Regions from separate parts of the Ovis canadensis genome. Here region 2 is linked to region 1. The links are chromatin contacts, called in public Hi-C maps. All regions are on one chromosome and are shown on one strand. Each heading gives the region's core, a stretch centred on a gene start, on an enhancer-like site or on the middle of the called end of the contact. The rest is flanking DNA. Distances are from core to core; before and after follow the strand shown.

Region 1 (3,476 bases), core at 571-3,070:
AGGTCAGGCTGGGGAGCTGCAAAGGGCCCCTAACAACTTTAACCATTGCTTTCTTTCGTTAATATCTGATCTTACAATGGTTCCCATTCAACTGATAAATCTTTGAACCCAGGGCTTGCCTGTAAGGAGAAGCTACTCCCAAATGGGTGCCTCTGCGGCTGGTCAGCAGCCCGGATGATGCCAGATCAATAGATGGAACTATTTAGAGCCCTAGACCTCTTCCATGGCTGTGGTGCCCCCACTCCCTGCAAAGGGCCAACAGAGTGTCCCCCAGATCCCCCCAACTTTTTTGTCTTAGAGGAGGGGCTTGCAGGTGGTGACAGGGAGCTGCTGTTAGCAAAACGACACCACCTGCCTTTTGTCACACGCTGGCCATCACCTCGTATCACCCTGCAGGGCCAAAGGAAGAGTCCGAAACGGGTGGGCCAAGGACAAAGGCACTGCTGAAGGGACTTCAGACACAGAGCAAGACAGAAAAAGCCAGCAGACATTGGGCAAAGGAATATCAGACACATAGATGAAGTGGGACTAGCACAGGACCAGTCGGGGCTGGTGCTGGTAGACGCCGGGGACAGGACAGCCACCATGCATTATTCATCTCCGTGTCCCCTGTGAGCCCTGCACACCTCAGTTAACATTTGTCGAATTTAAGTGCCAAGGGAGGACACACAGACGCTGGGAGAGAAGGTCAGATGGAGAGCTTGGAAGTCGCAGCTCCCTGCTTGAGCCAGAGGTTAAGCAGTGAGCTTTGGAATGGAACAGACCCTGGTCCAGCCGGGCTCTACCAACTTCTTCAGTAGGGGTCATGGGCCTCAGTGCCCTCATCTCTAAAATGGAAATGATAACAAAATCATTCTACCAGGTCTTTGCAGGACTCAAGAGCCCTGCGGTGTTCAGAAAGTGGCAGCAGCAGCAGTTCTCCTTCTTGCACTGTCCAAAGACCTCTCCTTGGTAACCAGGCCCTGGCAGTGCACATTCCCATCTGTGGGGATAGGCCAGGCAGGGGGCCGGAGCTAGGGGCTGGATAACAGATGTGACCTGCAGAGGAGGTAGGTGAAAGTGCTGAGTCCAGCCCCCTGGGCCCAGCAGGAGCTCTGAACTGTTGAATCTGAATGCTGCTTCCTGACACCAGGAAGAAGCTCAGTCGAATTCAGGAAGGCAAGGCTGTGTGTGTGTGTGTGTGTCTGACAGAGAGAGAGATCTGTGGAGAATCCAGGACTTCATGCTCTTGTCTTCCTCGGACTTCTAGAAAAACTAGTCTTTGGTGGAGGTGGCTAAACCCAGAGCTCAGAACTTGAGATTGGGGGTCCCTGAAAGGAGGAGGAGGTGCGGGCGGGCTTTGAGTTTTCTGGAGCAGCCCTCTCTCCATCAACCCTTGCGCTTTACTCAATAGGTAACCTTCTCATGAAGGGAGAACGCCTCCAGATTCAGGGAGCCGACCGTCTCCTCTTACCGCTTCCTCTCTCATTTAATTGGGACGCCCCCAGAAAGTCTCAAGCCCTTTTAGCTAGTCCCTCGATTCCCCCATTCTACTCTTTCCATTCTCAGACCACGCCCCTTCACTCCCACCCGCAACCTCCGCTCCGGCCAAAGCCCCCCGCAGCGGGACGAGGAAGGTGGGGAACGTTGGTGATCCTTGGGGAAGAACGCAATCCCCCTTCGGTAAAAGAGGAAGCGCGCGAGGGTCGGGCGCTGGGTGCCCCCTGCGGGCTCCCGGCCGCGCCGTCGGAGCTGCCGGCGCCGCCCCGCCCGCTCCGCGCGCGGAGCGGCCGAGGCGGGGACTACAAGTCCCGGCGAGCCGCGCGCGCGCTCCCCCCTGGGGTTCCGGATGGTGAGCGGCGAAGGTAAGGCGAGCTCGCAGAGGCAGCGGCGGCGGCGGCGGAGACGGAGAGAGGCAGGCAGGCAGGCAGGCAGGGCGAGGGCGAGAGACGGCGAGGGGAGGGAGCGAGCGAGGCAGACCAGACAGACAGACAGGCGGGCGGGCGGGCAACGGGAGCCACCCGCCAGGCTGCGCTCAGCCCCGCTCGCCGCGGAGAGAGCAGAAGGCAGGAGGAGGGAGGGGAGGAGGGGGAGGGAGGGAGAGAGGGAATCCAGCTACCACCACCCAAAGCCAGCGTCTGCTTTCTGTCCTCATTTCCTTTTCCCACCCAGCTCTGAGAGCAGAGAAAGGCAGAGGGAGCGAGAGATTGAGACAGTCAGAGGGACAGACAGACAGCCAGAAGAGAGCGGGAGGGAGGAGGGCGGAGGAGGAGGAGCAGGAGGAGGACTACGCGGGGCGCGTTCCCTCCCAGGTTTGCAATTGGGGGGGGTGGGGGTGGGGGTGTCCAGGGCTGTGAGAGTGTGTGCGCGGTGGTGGCGGTGGGGGGAGCAAGGGGGCGCAGAGAGAGAACGAAGGAGTGATCGAGGTGGGGGGCGCCGCGGGAGCTGGGGGGCCGGGTCCAGCGGAGTTAGCGGCGGAGAATGTGAGCCGAGGCGCGAGCCATGCTGTCAGCAACGGCGGGCGGCTCAAGGCTCCTCCACGACTCCTCTCCCCAGCTGCCGGGCGCCCGCGTCGCTGCCGCCGCCGGAAAACAGACGCCCCCCGAAGCCCCTCGCCTGGCTCGGACCCACGGAGCCGGCAGCCCAGCACTCCGGTGAGTGGCGCCTCCTCCCCGGCCCTAGACCCCCGCTGGGGACCGGCCGGCCGGGCTCTTTTGTGCAGCGCACCGGGGGGGCCCCGCGCCCCCTCCGCGCGCCCCGGTCCGGTCCGCCGGACCCCGTGGCTGCGGTGCCCGCGGTGCGATCGGTCTTTGTTTCCACCGGGGCCCGCGGCTCGGCTGGGCTCGGCTCGAAGCCTGGCAGGCAGCGCCGGGAAGGGGGAGGGGGAGGTGGACGAGAAGGGGGGGCGGGGAGGGGGGGTTCTCGGGTTTCCTGGCCGCCCCGCGGCTCCCCCGGCTCGGGGGCGAGGTGCGCGCCCAGCGCTGCCGCGCGCCCCCTCCTCCTTCCCCCTCCCTCCGTCTTTGGATTTAAAACTGCAATTTGCTCTCCAGCTTGCTGAGAATGTAGGGGGGGGGGTGAAGGGGGGGACCGTGGGAGCGGAGAACAAGGCTGGATTTTAGGAACGGCGCTGGGAAAGGGGGAGACTGCGGAGGGGAGAAGCCCCTCCCCTCCAACCCCCAAATCCCAAGGTTCCGCTTGTGCTCTGGGAGTTGAGGGGCGGGGACCTAATGACCCGGAGGGGGTGTGGGGCGGAGGAGGGATTTGGGGGCGGCCGGGGCCGGAGGGGTTGGGCCGCGTGCCCGGTTACCTGGCGAACAAAGTCGGCTCACTTTTGCATAAATAAATAAATAATCGCCCATCAATGCGTTTCCTCTGAGGCTCTGATTGAATCGGGGGCCCCCTCTTCCCCAGGGCTTGGGGTGCTGAGTGACAGCTGTCAGCCCCCTGGGCCAGTCGCTGGGGGGTGAATCGCTGAATCCCTCCGCTTTCTGGCTCCG
Region 2 (3,476 bases), core at 477-2,976, 45 kb after region 1:
TTGCCTGGGGTTTCGAGACATAGTTCGTAGTCCCCAGTGAAGTGAGGTTGGAGCCAATTTCTGTGCAAGGCTAGACCCACCTAGGATGGCCTCCTGGTCCCCCTGTCTGGTTCATCTTGTATCCGTGCTTATGTCTGGGGTGCTGTTTTTGTTTTCACAGATGGGAGCTTGCCTGCCTGTCTACCTATTGGCCTGGACCCCAGAGCCTGCCCAGCTAAGTGCATGCAGAGGGCCCTGGGTTCGGGGTGATTCTCAGGCTGCCGAAGAGACCACCCTGGAATCACTGGCGAAGACAGGCCTTTGCTGCTGAGCTGGGCCTATCTGCACAGCTTGCTCAGGTAACAGTGTACAGAGAAGCTGGGTCTGCTGGCCATCCCAGGAAGTGGGGATCAGGGATACTTCCTTCACAGTCCTATCAGGGATCCCTCCCCTCCCAGCTTAGGCCAAAAAGAGGCTCTTTAGTATCAAAATACTGTGACCACACTTACTCAGACTCCCCATTATCCAGAAAGGCAAGGTCCATGGATATACAGCCAGTTCCCCCAAGTCCTGCCTCCTAGTTGGAGGACCTGCACCTGGATGACCTGAGAGAACTGGGCAGCGAAAGGGGTTGTCCCAGTGACCAGAACCCAGGGCAGAGGTAGAAACCAGAATGCCTGCTGTGTGATGCTGACCCCGCAGGACCCCTCTCTCCTAGAGTCTGTGGAAGTTGAGAGGACCTGGGGAGTTGAGGTACGCTGGGCTGCCCTCCTGGGATGAGATGGGGCAAGGCCGGGGGCAAGAACCATCTCCCTAGCCTGGGCCCAGATGAGCCCACCCAAGCAGGCTAGAGAGCTGCAGAGGCCAGGTGGAGCGGCCCTGCCCTGCAGAGGCAACTCCCCGAACTGACACATGAAGCCTCAGGCTCCAGGAAGCTCCCTAGAGCCCAGACTGCCTGGGGACCCCACCCAGCTTCCAAAAGAGCATTCCTGGGGCCTGAGGTCTGGGGGGGTGGAGTCTCCCGGGATTGTCAGGGTGGGGATGTCAGAGCCGGGTGTACCCAATTGTAAATGTACGGGGCATCTAGTGTGCAAGTACTCCAGCTTGTGTGCAAGCAGGCGTGTGTAGGATTCTGTCCTGAGGTGTGCAGGGTGCTGTACACAGAAGTCTAGGGGGACTGGGCTGGGAGACATTCACGGGCTGCATACATGGTACATGAGAGCGAGTGCGCAGGACTCAGGGTGTGTCCTGTGCAGGTGTGGGGAGGCTAGAGCGTTGTGTGTACCATGCTGGGTGGTGTTCCTGGGCAGGGTGCTAGTGTACACTGGAGAGGTGTGCAGACAAGACTCTGAATACACCGGGGTGATACACGGGTACACACTGGGTGGGGTGGATCATGTACACAGAGGTTCTTCCACGTGTCACCAGGGAAGCGTGTGTTCAGGGTTCTGGCTGCACACGCTGGGGGATGTGTGTGCACGTGGCTCCATTTGTGCTTTGGAGGTGGGCTGGGCAAGGCTTCAGCTGAGCTGGGCTCAGCAGTGCCCAGCCTTGTGGCCAAACTGCTGAAGTCACTTCCTTTCCAGCAGCAACTTTCCAGGAGGAGGAGTTTTTCAGACCTGGGCGGGGAGGGGTGGGGGGCGGAACAAGGAGCTCTCAGGGGAAGGAGGTGGGCGGTGGTGAGGCTGTGGGGAGGGCCTGGTGGGGCTGGAGGAGGGGTGTCCTCCGGGAGACAGAAGGAAAGACAAGGACAGGAGTCTGGAAGGGCCAAGGGCAGGAGGGGATGGGGGCGGAGCAGGCGGGAAGCACAGTCCCTGGGTGACCTCGGAGAGAGGAAGGGAGGGCCACCCGGCAGGGTGACCCTCGGGTTCAGCCAGAGCTGGCAGTGGTGCCCACACACCTGGCACCCAGGGCAGGGGGCTGGCAGGGGGCGGGTCTAGGGCAGACCTGCTTGCCAGGTGCCCTGCTCCGGGCAGGAAGGGGGTGGGCAAGGGCTTCACAAAGGAGCTCTGTGTGGCTGGGGGTAGGGTGGGGTGGGGTGTGCTGTGCTATTGGGGGGTGGCCCTGATGATTCCAGGGGGTGGGGCGGGGCTTGCTCCCCTTGGGGGCATCAGTGGCTCTAAGGGGACACCTAGTGGCGAGGGAGGGTAGTGCATTGAATGACCTAGGTGGGAGGGGTGAAGAAACTGAGAGGAGGGGGTGAATTTAGAAGTCAAAAATTAGAATTGGTCGTTGGGACCAGGACAGTTCAAGGAAGCTGCGGGGGAGGGGGCTGACTCTCTGGACAGTGGGGAAGTTTGGTTCAGAGGAGCTCAGCAAACCCAAGTGCAGACACTCTTCCCTGTCATGGCTGTTTGTCCTTAAGGGCTTTGCTTAACCTCTCTGAGCCTCCATTTACATGCCAAATAAGTGACAGCTGCCCGTTATTATTTTCATCATTGTTATTTTTTTGGTAACGATTCTGGTTCGGAGTCAGGTTAGAAGGAGAGCTTCAGGGGTGGGTGGGAGGGGGCTGAAGAGAAGGAAATTGGGAAGAGGGGGTGATGCATAGTTCCTGAGTTGGGGGGGAGGCCAGATCCTGGGAAATAAAGGTCCCCCCACAAGGGAGCTGACTGGGGGGAGGTTTCACTGCAGCAGTGATAGCCCCCTTTGAGGCCAAGTTTTCCATTTGAGGACATCCCTGGGCCTTCGGTCTGGGCTGGGAGGGAAATGGTGTGTGCAGGGTGGGGGGGGTGGGGTAGGGAGGAGGCTGGAGAGAGGGTCATGAGGCCGGAAGTGAGAGCTGGGGCTGGCAGCCCGGCTCCCCTGGGGAGGCTGTGGGTGGGGGAGGGGGAGGCTGGCTGGGGAAGGGGTGGGGTGGTCAGAGCCGCAGCGGGGGAGGGTGGGGCTGGGGACTCAAGGATGTGGGCTGGCCCTTCCCGACACTGTGCGCAGCAGGTTGGGGCCCCCAGCCCCCCTCCCAGCCGGCGGGTGTCCCCACAGGCAGGCTCAAGACACACTGACCCAGAAGCAGACAGACGACGGACAGTGGACCCTTTGCGACTTTGTTCACAGACGTGGGGATAGGTGGTACCCTTGGGAGGGGGTCCAAGAAAACGTCTGCCTGGGTGTGGTGGGGAGGGGAGCCAGTTGCTTCCCTCAGATCCTGGAGGCCGCGGACAGTCAGGAGGTCTGGCAGGACGGCTCGCCCAGAGGTCTTCACGGGTGGGTGGAACAGAAGCAGCCGCTGGAGAGGCGGTTTGTCTCTTCTGCCAAGGTCACACCCTCAGGCCCCCAGTGGGAGGTCTCCAGAGTAGGGAGGGTTGGTGAGCCCCACCCTCATCAAGAGAGGGGTGGTGGTTTGTGGTAGGCATCTCCAAGAGGGCAGTGGGAGCCTCGGGTCAGCTGGGCTGTTGGAAGTAGGACCTGGAGATTTCCAGAGTCTGAGCCCCTTCCCTCCTTCGTGAGTGTCTTACTCAACAGTTCTTCCCACAAGAGCAGCGGTGAGATTCTTGAAG

Evidence for each region. A called contact is a pair of places that touch in the nucleus more often than the background predicts.
Region 2: a Hi-C map of fibroblasts shows a contact between it and region 1, with 2.3 times the contacts expected there. The contact joins the enhancer-like site here to the promoter of AHDC1 in region 1. A contact is called at or near these places in 2 of 2 Hi-C or Micro-C datasets (fibroblasts and lung).

Annotation. Positions count from the first base shown.
Region 1 is chr2:244,973,180-244,976,655 of ARS-UI_OviCan_v2, forward strand. It overlaps AHDC1 (AT-hook DNA binding motif containing 1), which reads left to right and starts at 1,821. Exons shown (of 7, transcript XM_069578903.1): 1 at 1,821-1,844; 2 at 2,536-2,633.
Region 2 is chr2:245,018,610-245,022,085 of ARS-UI_OviCan_v2, forward strand. AHDC1 (AT-hook DNA binding motif containing 1) reads left to right here. Exons shown (of 7, transcript XM_069578903.1): 3 at 161-338. Among named protein-coding and RNA genes, the nearest start is that of AHDC1, 45 kb to the left of the region's middle. Within about 2 kb of position 1,727, the one cell type or tissue checked has open chromatin away from gene starts, as enhancers often do. A contact at or near this core is called in fibroblasts, where this site is marked.